3 separate regions of the Sus scrofa genome follow, and all the other regions are linked to region 3. A link is a contact called in public HiChIP or PLAC-seq data. All regions are on one chromosome and are shown on one strand. The core of a region is the stretch at or near the end of the contact, and the rest is flanking DNA. Distances in the headings are between cores, read along the strand shown.

Evidence for each region. HiChIP or PLAC-seq counts read pairs in DNA pulled down with a chosen protein or histone mark.
Region 1: an H3K27ac HiChIP or PLAC-seq map of alveolar macrophages shows a contact between it and region 3. The contact joins the promoter of UBE2D4 here to the promoter of MRPS24 in region 3. A contact is called at or near these places in 2 of 47 Hi-C or Micro-C datasets (embryonic fibroblasts and liver) and 2 of 2 datasets of contacts at active chromatin or transcription factors (alveolar macrophages and skeletal muscle).
Region 2: an H3K27ac HiChIP or PLAC-seq map of skeletal muscle shows a contact between it and region 3. The contact joins the promoter of PGAM2 here to the promoter of MRPS24 in region 3. A contact is called at or near these places in 1 of 47 Hi-C or Micro-C datasets (alveolar macrophages) and 2 of 2 datasets of contacts at active chromatin or transcription factors (alveolar macrophages and skeletal muscle).

Annotation. Positions count from the first base shown.
Region 1 is chr18:48,754,928-48,757,627 of Sscrofa11.1, forward strand. UBE2D4 (ubiquitin-conjugating enzyme E2 D4) reads right to left here and starts at 1,387. Exons shown (of 7, transcript XM_003134861.6): 1 at 1,255-1,387. The coding sequence starts at 1,278.
Region 2 is chr18:48,709,199-48,711,898 of Sscrofa11.1, forward strand. PGAM2 (phosphoglycerate mutase 2) reads left to right here and starts at 1,294. Exons shown (of 3, transcript NM_001134968.1): 1 at 1,294-1,761; 2 at 1,873-2,053. The coding sequence starts at 1,348. LOC106506850 (a long non-coding RNA gene) reads right to left here and starts at 998. Exons shown (of 2, transcript XR_001302456.2): 1 at 877-998.
Region 3 is chr18:48,824,307-48,827,006 of Sscrofa11.1, forward strand. MRPS24 (28S ribosomal protein S24, mitochondrial) reads left to right here and starts at 1,441. Exons shown (of 7, transcript XR_002340520.1): 1 at 1,441-1,537; 2 at 1,617-1,685; 3 at 1,789-1,900.

The DNA of each region.
Region 1 (2,700 bases), core at 137-2,636, 69 kb before region 3:
CTCAAGTCTCAAAACAACTATATAAACATGTAGAACCCCAAAGGTGGGAACAGTTAGAGTGTTGCGTGAGATTACCCTAAATGACCTCATGCTCTACCCCAGGTTCTCTGACATCCTCATCCATACATTTATTCCCTATGGGTAATCATTATATACGTTACTGTTCGTGTACTTTTGGAATGTTAATGTTAAAAATTAGTTATGATGGAGTTCCCACTGTGGTGCAGTGGGTTACGAATCCGACTGCAGTGGCTCTAGGCGGCCAGAATTGCTGGTGGGTTCCATCCCCAGCCAGCTCAGTGGGTTAAAAGATCTAGTGTTGCTGCAATACAGGTCGCAGCTGTGGCTGGGATTCAATCCCTGGCTGGAAAACTTCCATATGCTGTGGGTGTGGCCATCAAAAAAGAAAAAAAATTAGTGACGAATACCATTTCACAACATGAAAAACTCCCACGTTTAATGGTATTAGAAAAAGCAGAATACAAAATATACAAAATACTGGAAACGATGCTAGAATGTCAACAAATGGTAACACAGTAGCACTAAAGACACTTGTTTCTCTTCTACAGTTGTGCAGTTTCCAAATTCTAGTTAATATAGTAAAGGCCTACAAGGACTCTCAATCACCTACATGTTAAAAAAGTTATGCCTGGCACTGCCCCTGAAGCCCACACCTGTCCTCCCCACGCACTCCCAGCCCCTCTTCAGCGGTGCTAAAACTCAGATCATCCTCTCCGCACCCCAAGCCCAGTCCATCCACGCCGCGAACGCCCTTCCTTTTCTGCTCATGCAGAATGCCTACTCAATACTTAGGACCCAGCTTCAAATCGACTCCTCTGCCCAGCCCTCCAGACCCCCCTACCCCCCAGAAGGCCGTGCCCTCCTTCCTCCGCCAACCCGGGCCGTCTCTCCGCCCAGGCTGCACGCGGACAGGCGCCGAAGTTCCGAGAGCCCGCAGCTCCCCGCAGGTGCTGGGGGAGGAGTGGGGGGGGGGACGGCGGGAGGTGGGGGGTAGACGTGACGTTCCGCCCCGCCCCGCCTCGCGCGACGCGAGCCCCACGTGACGCCGCCCCGCCCCGCGCGCCGGGCCGTGCCCTTTTAAGGCCGCGCGGGCGGCGCTTCCGCCTCCCTCCCTGGCAGGTGTCACCGTGCTCTGCGCTGCCTCAGCCGCCGTGCGCGTAGCGGCCGCGGCGCCCCGCCGGCGGATCGACGCTTCGGACTCGCAGGGAGCCAGAGGGCCAGAGGAGCCCTTACCTTCTGGATCCGCTTCAGCGCCATCCTACCCCCGCTGCTGGGGACGGGGGCGCCCGGCCCGGGGCTGCCAGAGGCGGCCCGCTGCCGGCTCGGCCGCCGCGCAGCGCTGCAGGCTGGGAACGGCCGCCTGCGCCTGCGCGCCGCGGGGCACTGTGGGGCGGCGTTCCGCGTGCGGCGCGTCCCGGCGCGGGCGAGCGGGAGCGGCGGGGCCGCGGGTCGCCTCCCGCCTGCGGTGTGTCGCCCCGCCACCCTACCCCGGGGGTCAGCGAGGGCCTCCCGCCGGGTCTGCGAGGGCCTGGGGAGGCGGGCGGAGAGAGGGGTCTCGTTGGTCTAACCCCGTAGAGGTGCTGCGGCCGTGCTCTCTGACCCCCTTCTGTGTTCCATCCCAGGCTGTCACATACTCCTGAACGTAGTGGTTCTCAGCTCTGCTTTGAACTTAAGTCTGTAAGTATTCATACCCTTTCCTGTGTTATGTGTCAAGTAGCTTGCACTTCTTTCCATAGACATACACGTAACAGAGCTGTATATGCAGTGCGCCTGGAGATGTGCGTCTCTGTAATGTTTGCGGGTGATTTTGACGTCCTGCCAAACTTGAGAACCACGGCCTTAAACGGTGCATATCCAGACTTAGCTCTGTCTTCCCCCTTTCTTCAAGACCCTGCAGGCATCTAGGTGAGAGTTTTTGAGTTAGGAACAATTGGTGTGTCACGAAGTCAGTTTGTTGGGTTGTAGCCAACGTTTAAAAAAAAAGTGAAATAGAATACAAAGTCTCAGTGCATTTTATATAATAAAGGTGAGAATTGCGAAAGTTCTACTTTGTGTGTGTGCGTAGATGATAATATTTATCTTCAAAACCTAGGAGTTTTTGAGAGTGGAGTGCAGTGTAATTACTCTAGCAATTAGGTGTCATCTGAGGCTGTCACTGACCACCCAGGACACATGGTCATCTGTATGCGGTTACTCCGAATGTAAAATGTATTACAGACATTTCCATGGTCCCCCGCCATCTCTTTTGCCCAGAAGTCTTCAGGGATGCCCAGTGATCTCCAAGGATTCCATCCCGGGGCATGTAAGGCCCCTCAAAATCTAGTGTCATCCAGTCTGGTTTACTCTCAAGAGTGTTTGTCACTGTTCCCGTGATATTCCTTTGCTCCTGGTTGCCCTCTAGAAAACTTCCTCTTTCTTTCCCCTTAAAGCACAGCCAACACTCACCTTGTAAAGCAAATTGAAGCCATCATAGACCTTGGTTGAGTGCCACCTCTCCTCGTTGTCACTCAGTAACTCTGTCCTGTTAGTCCATTCCATCCCCATATTGTTTTAATGGGCCCTCCCCTCAGAACAAATGATCGTAGATTTTTATAAATGTTTGTGTATTTGTGGGAGACTCTGAACCTAAGTGACAGTGGTGGTTATCTCTGGATGGTGAGTTTGCTAATTTCCAAAGTT
Region 2 (2,700 bases), core at 44-2,543, 120 kb before region 3:
GCTTGGTTTCTTCACAGCCCAGGCCCCAGTGGCCCTTGTCCCCAACACCTGAAGGCAGAGTTCCTGGGCCTGCACCCGTCTACACCGTCGCCTAGTCCCAACCTCAGCCTACCTCCGGGTGCTCCTGGTAAGCTGGGCACAGACCTAACAACCAGCACCTCTGATCCTGGGGCCCCTTGGGGACATGAATCCTGAATTTCATCTTTCTTTTTGGCCGTGCCCATGGCACGTGGAAGTTCCTGTGCCAGGGATCGAACCTGCACCACAGCAGGTTGAGCCACCAGGGAACTCCTTGTTTTTCTTTTTAAAGGTAGTTCTAGCTGGACGGAATGAGCCGGGCTAGGTGGAGTGTGGCAGGCGTAGATGAGAATTCAGCAAAGGGACACGGGAGGAGAAAGCCCTCTGCTCCTCTCTCTGGTCCAGGCAGCCAGGCCCGCGGTGCTGCCCAGCTCAGCCCTTGCCCCCCACTGCTGCCACCTCCCACAGGGCCGGACCTCCCTCAGGGCCACGGCTCTCGCCCTGGCTCTGCCCTCAGCAACATTTCCTCCTCCTCTGTCCCTTGAGGGGACTAGTGCAGGGGATGGCTCGGCCGATTCCAGCCCGGCTGTCAGCCCCAGGCTCCCACAGGGCTCCTCCTGTGAGCCAGCGGGACAGAGGAACCCGAGGGAAGTCCCAGCGGTATTCAGACCCCATTCCTGGGCGGGCAGAGCAGAGCCTCTGGGGGATCCTCCTGGCAGCTCACACATGCACACGCATGCAACACATACACGTACCCACGGTTCTACACGCACTCACCGTGCACGCGCACGTGCGTGGGCAAACACACACGCACGTTCCCATCCCCGGCTCCCTCTGACACCAGGCTACTGTCCTTACCCAAAAGCAGGCTTGGCGCCGGCTGTGCTGAGGGACCAGGAGGAAGTGGCTGGGGTTTTTCTGCCCCTTGCCCGACAGCGTCAGGGCCCCTGGGAGCAGGGATGGGCTGATGGGGCTGGAACGCCAGCCTCTGGGGGAGTCCTGCCCTGGAGAGCCCCTCTGTTCCTTCGGGCCCCCGCCTCTCGGGCTTGACGTCTGCCCTCCATGCCCAGCCCTGCTCGGAAGCCCCACCCAGCCCGGGCTCCGGACCTGTGGCGACTGGTGGTGGGTGAGGCTATTTTAAGTCCAGCTCTTGGACTGCCTGACACTCGGCTCTGCTACTGGCCACCTGCCGCTGCCCATCAGACCTGGAATGCTAATTGGCAGTTGGCCTGGGTGGGGGCAGGGGACAGACTGTTATAAAGCTGGGGGTGCCCGGGAGGCACCTGTCCCTGTCTGGAGCCTGCCACCGTCCCCGCCACCACCGCCACCATGGCCACCCACCGCCTCGTGATGGTTCGGCACGGCGAGAGCACCTGGAACCAGGAGAACCGCTTCTGCGGCTGGTTTGACGCGGAGCTGAGCGAGAAGGGGGCCGAGGAGGCCAAGAGGGGGGCCCATGCCATCAAGGACGCAAAGATGGAATTTGACATCTGCTACACGTCGGTGCTGAAGCGGGCCATACGCACCCTCTGGACCATCCTGGACGGCACGGACCAGATGTGGCTGCCCGTGGTGCGCACCTGGCGCCTCAACGAGCGGCACTACGGGGGGCTCACCGGCCTCAACAAGGCGGAGACGGCCGCCAAGCACGGGGAGGAGCAGGTGAAGATCTGGAGGCGCTCCTTCGACATCCCACCGCCCCCCATGGATGAGAAGCACCCCTACTACAGCTCCATCAGCAAGGTGGGCTGCTGGCGGGCGGGGGGAGGCCTGGGGATGGGGGCCTTCGGGACGGGAGCCCGGGCGGGGCCGGGGCAGCTGTCTGGGGAGTGAACGCAGTGTGGATGCCCCCAGGAGCGGCGGTACGCAGGCCTGAAGCCCGGGGAACTGCCCACGTGCGAGAGCCTCAAGGACACCATTGCCCGGGCCCTGCCCTTCTGGAACGATGAGATCGCGCCCCAGATCAAGGCAGGCAAGAGAGTGCTCATCGCAGCCCACGGGAACAGCCTGCGGGGCATCGTCAAGCATCTGGAAGGTGAGGCCCACCCTCACAGGCAGGCCGGGTGACACAGTCCCCTGAAACAGTCAGCCCCCTTTCAGCAAAGGCCCAGGTGCCTTGAGGCAGCTTTGCAGGCACCGGCATGGGGGGTGGGGCTCCAAACTGACTTCAACTGGGCGGGTCGAGAGGCCGTTTGAAAAACAGCTTTGTAAGCATGTTCATTGCTGTGTGTACTGGGACGCGGCGGAACATGAGTGTTCTGGAGCCGGTGGGTGAAAACGCCTGCCACTCCTGACCCAGGCCCAGCCATCTACACAGGGGCTGAGGGGTCCCCGGCTGGCCCTGTGTCCTAAACACCAGCCCCGGGCGAGAGGAGGGAAGGCCAGCAATGGCATCTTGCCCAGAGGCCACCCAGGAAAAGGCAGGGCATCACTTTGCTGAGTGACCCTGGTCCAGTCACTCCCCCAGAAGCTGCTGGATATGGGACCCAGGCCAGGGCCCTGTCCCCCTGCTCACACCCACTCCAGGCAAAGACGAGTGGGAAGAAGGGCACAGGGGGTGGAAAACCCTAGAGACCCTCAGTTGGCCTTCCGTTCAAAAGGCAGCAACCCCTCCCAACAGGACAGGTTCCCCACTGAGGCCCCAGCCCGCCGTCCCCAGAATGCAGGGTCCCTGGACGCCTG
Region 3 (2,700 bases), core at 191-2,690:
GCCACATGTTGGCAATTTCACACGATTCAACCTAACAGAGCTAATAACAGCTATTTATCTTTACAGCTCTATGAAGTGGTTTAATTAACAAAACTCATTATATAGATTATGGAACTGAGGCCCAACTGTACAAAGATTGTTACACCTGAGCCGGAATCCAGAGTCCATGATTTTCCCAGTGTGAATTCAGAACTAGGATTGCCAGTGTTGCTACTGTCCTTCTGACGATAATTACTGGATACCGATTACAGCGGCAATGCTTTGGTTTGAGTATTACAGGCTCTGCAACATCTCCAGGCATTCCCTGGTCATTTAGCCCTTTCTCCTTTAAAGTTTTCCTTCCCCAGGGACCAGACACCAAGGTAAGGTCACATATGAAACCCTACCCATAACCCATCTTTGAAAAACTGTTTCTTTAAAATGTATTAAAGTACGGCTGTTTACAATATTATATTAGCTGTACAACATAGTAACTCAGTATTTTTATAGCTTATACTTCATTTAAAATTATAAATTAAAAAAACCTATTTCCTGTGTCGTATAATACATTCTTGTAGCCTATTTATTTTATACATAGTAGTGCCCCTTAATCCCCTGCCCCTATCTTGTCCCTCCAAGAACTGGGTAAAGTTTTAACCAAAACACATTTCCTCTTTATTGTGGATAAAGGTCAGACCTTTTTTTTTTTTTTCTTTTCTTTTTTTTTTTTTGGTCTTTTCTAGGGCAGCACCTGCAGCATATGGAGGTTCCCAGGCTAGGGGTCGAATCGGAGCTGTAGCCGCCGGCCTACGCCAGAGACACAGCAACGCGGGATCCGAGCTGCGTCTGCAACCTACACCACAGCTCACGGCAACGCCGGATCCTTAACCCACTGAGCGAGGCCACGGATCGAACCTGCAACTTCATGGTTCCTAGTCGGATTCGTTGACCACTGAACCACGAAGGGAACTCCTGGGTTTTCTGTTGTTTTTTCTTTTCTTAAAGGGTATCACTTGGAGTCAGAATTCACCAACCTAATTTCTAGAGCGTGGCAAAAGGCTCGGCTCCCACGAAAGGCCCAGGCCGGCATGGGAAGCAGTGAGCGCTACAGTCTCCCGGGGACCCCCACCAGGAACCCCACCAGGACCCCCATCCTTCGCCTCACGGCCGCCTGCTCTGGGGCGCCGAATCCTTACGTTCTGCGTCAGCCAGTTTCCGGAGCCGAACCACGACTGTGGTAGGCGGAGGGGGGGACGGCCTGTGCCAGGGCTGCAGGCGGAGGCGGAGAGCCCAGCTCCCCACACCAACCGGGTCCACCCAGGCCGTCGCACGAGCTCCGAGCCGAGGCCTCCGCCTCCCACCGGCGGTCAGCGCCGCCGACTGCACCGCGGCCCCGTCCGGGGAGCGGCTCCACCCCCGCGCCGGCTCGCACGTGGTCTCGCCCGCGTGGTGCCCTCCCGCGCTTGACCTTTAACCCGGGGGCCGCCCCGCCCCCAGGCGGCGCTCCGCTCGGCCCAAGATGGTGGCGTCCGTGTGCGGCGGGGGGCTACGGCCGCTGGTGAGTGGGCGGCGCGGACAGGGCGGGTGGGTGGAGGTGGGAGCCCTCGTTTCTGTCTCACGACCCCGTCTCCCTGCAGGTGCTGTCGTGGAGCCGGGAGCTGCCCTGCGCCTGGCGCGCCTTGCACATCTCCGCGGTCTGCGCCAAGGTGAGTCTAGCCTGGGGGCGCGCGGCCTGGGGGACTGGGACGTGGCCTGGTGCGCGGCCTGGATCAGGGGTCGCGGGGAGTCATGGCCCCGTTTTCCTTCTAGAACCGGGCGGCCCGAGTCCGAGTGAGCAAGGGGGATAAGCCAGTGACCTATGAGGAGGCGCACGCGCCTCACTACATCGCGCACCGCAAGGGCTGGCTGTCGCTGCACACAGGTGAGGGGACGAGGCTTGTCCCGGCGGCGGGAGCGGGGAGGACGTGCAGCGGAGCTGGTGTTACAACCCCAGTTTTCACCGAAGGCGCGCTCAGTCGTGACTGTCTCGTAAACACGAAATGAACGCGTGCTAGAGGTTTTATTTAACTCAGTCGTCAATGTGAGAGCTAAAAATACGTTAAATGCTTTCAAAGGAGGAGTAGATACTTATATGAGCGGAGATGTTGAAATGTATTTGGAAGGGATGCAAAATTGGCTTTTTCCGTGGGGAGCAAGGACTCAGAAATTAGTTGCATGCCTAAAGACAATTATTTTGCACTGCTACCAGTTATCTATAGTTTAGGTGTAAAATAACTCAGAGGCAGTGAAATGTGGAACCTTGTAGAATTCGACGACCTGGAAAGCTGTTCTAAATATTGCAGTTTTCCGCTGAAGCACAGGTGTTTCACTGTGAGTATATGTAGTTGATCTTCCTCATTCACAGATTCCGTATTTGTGAATTTGTCTACTCTTGGTGCTTTCACATTCATGTTCGTTCTAAGAAATGGTGGAACAACCCCCGCCCGCCCCATGCACCTAAGCTGAGGTTGAACAAGGCTCTGCCTTCTGGTTTCATCTTCACGCTATAAACAGGTATCCCTTTTGAGGTCCTTTAGTGCCGTGCTTTCAAGTTTGTGATTTCACTGCCTTAAAATAGCCTGTATGGAATTCCCGTCGTGGCTCAGTGGTTAACGAACCGGACTAGTAACTACGAGGTTTCGGGGTTGGATCGCTGGCCTAGCTCAGTAGGTTAAGGATCCA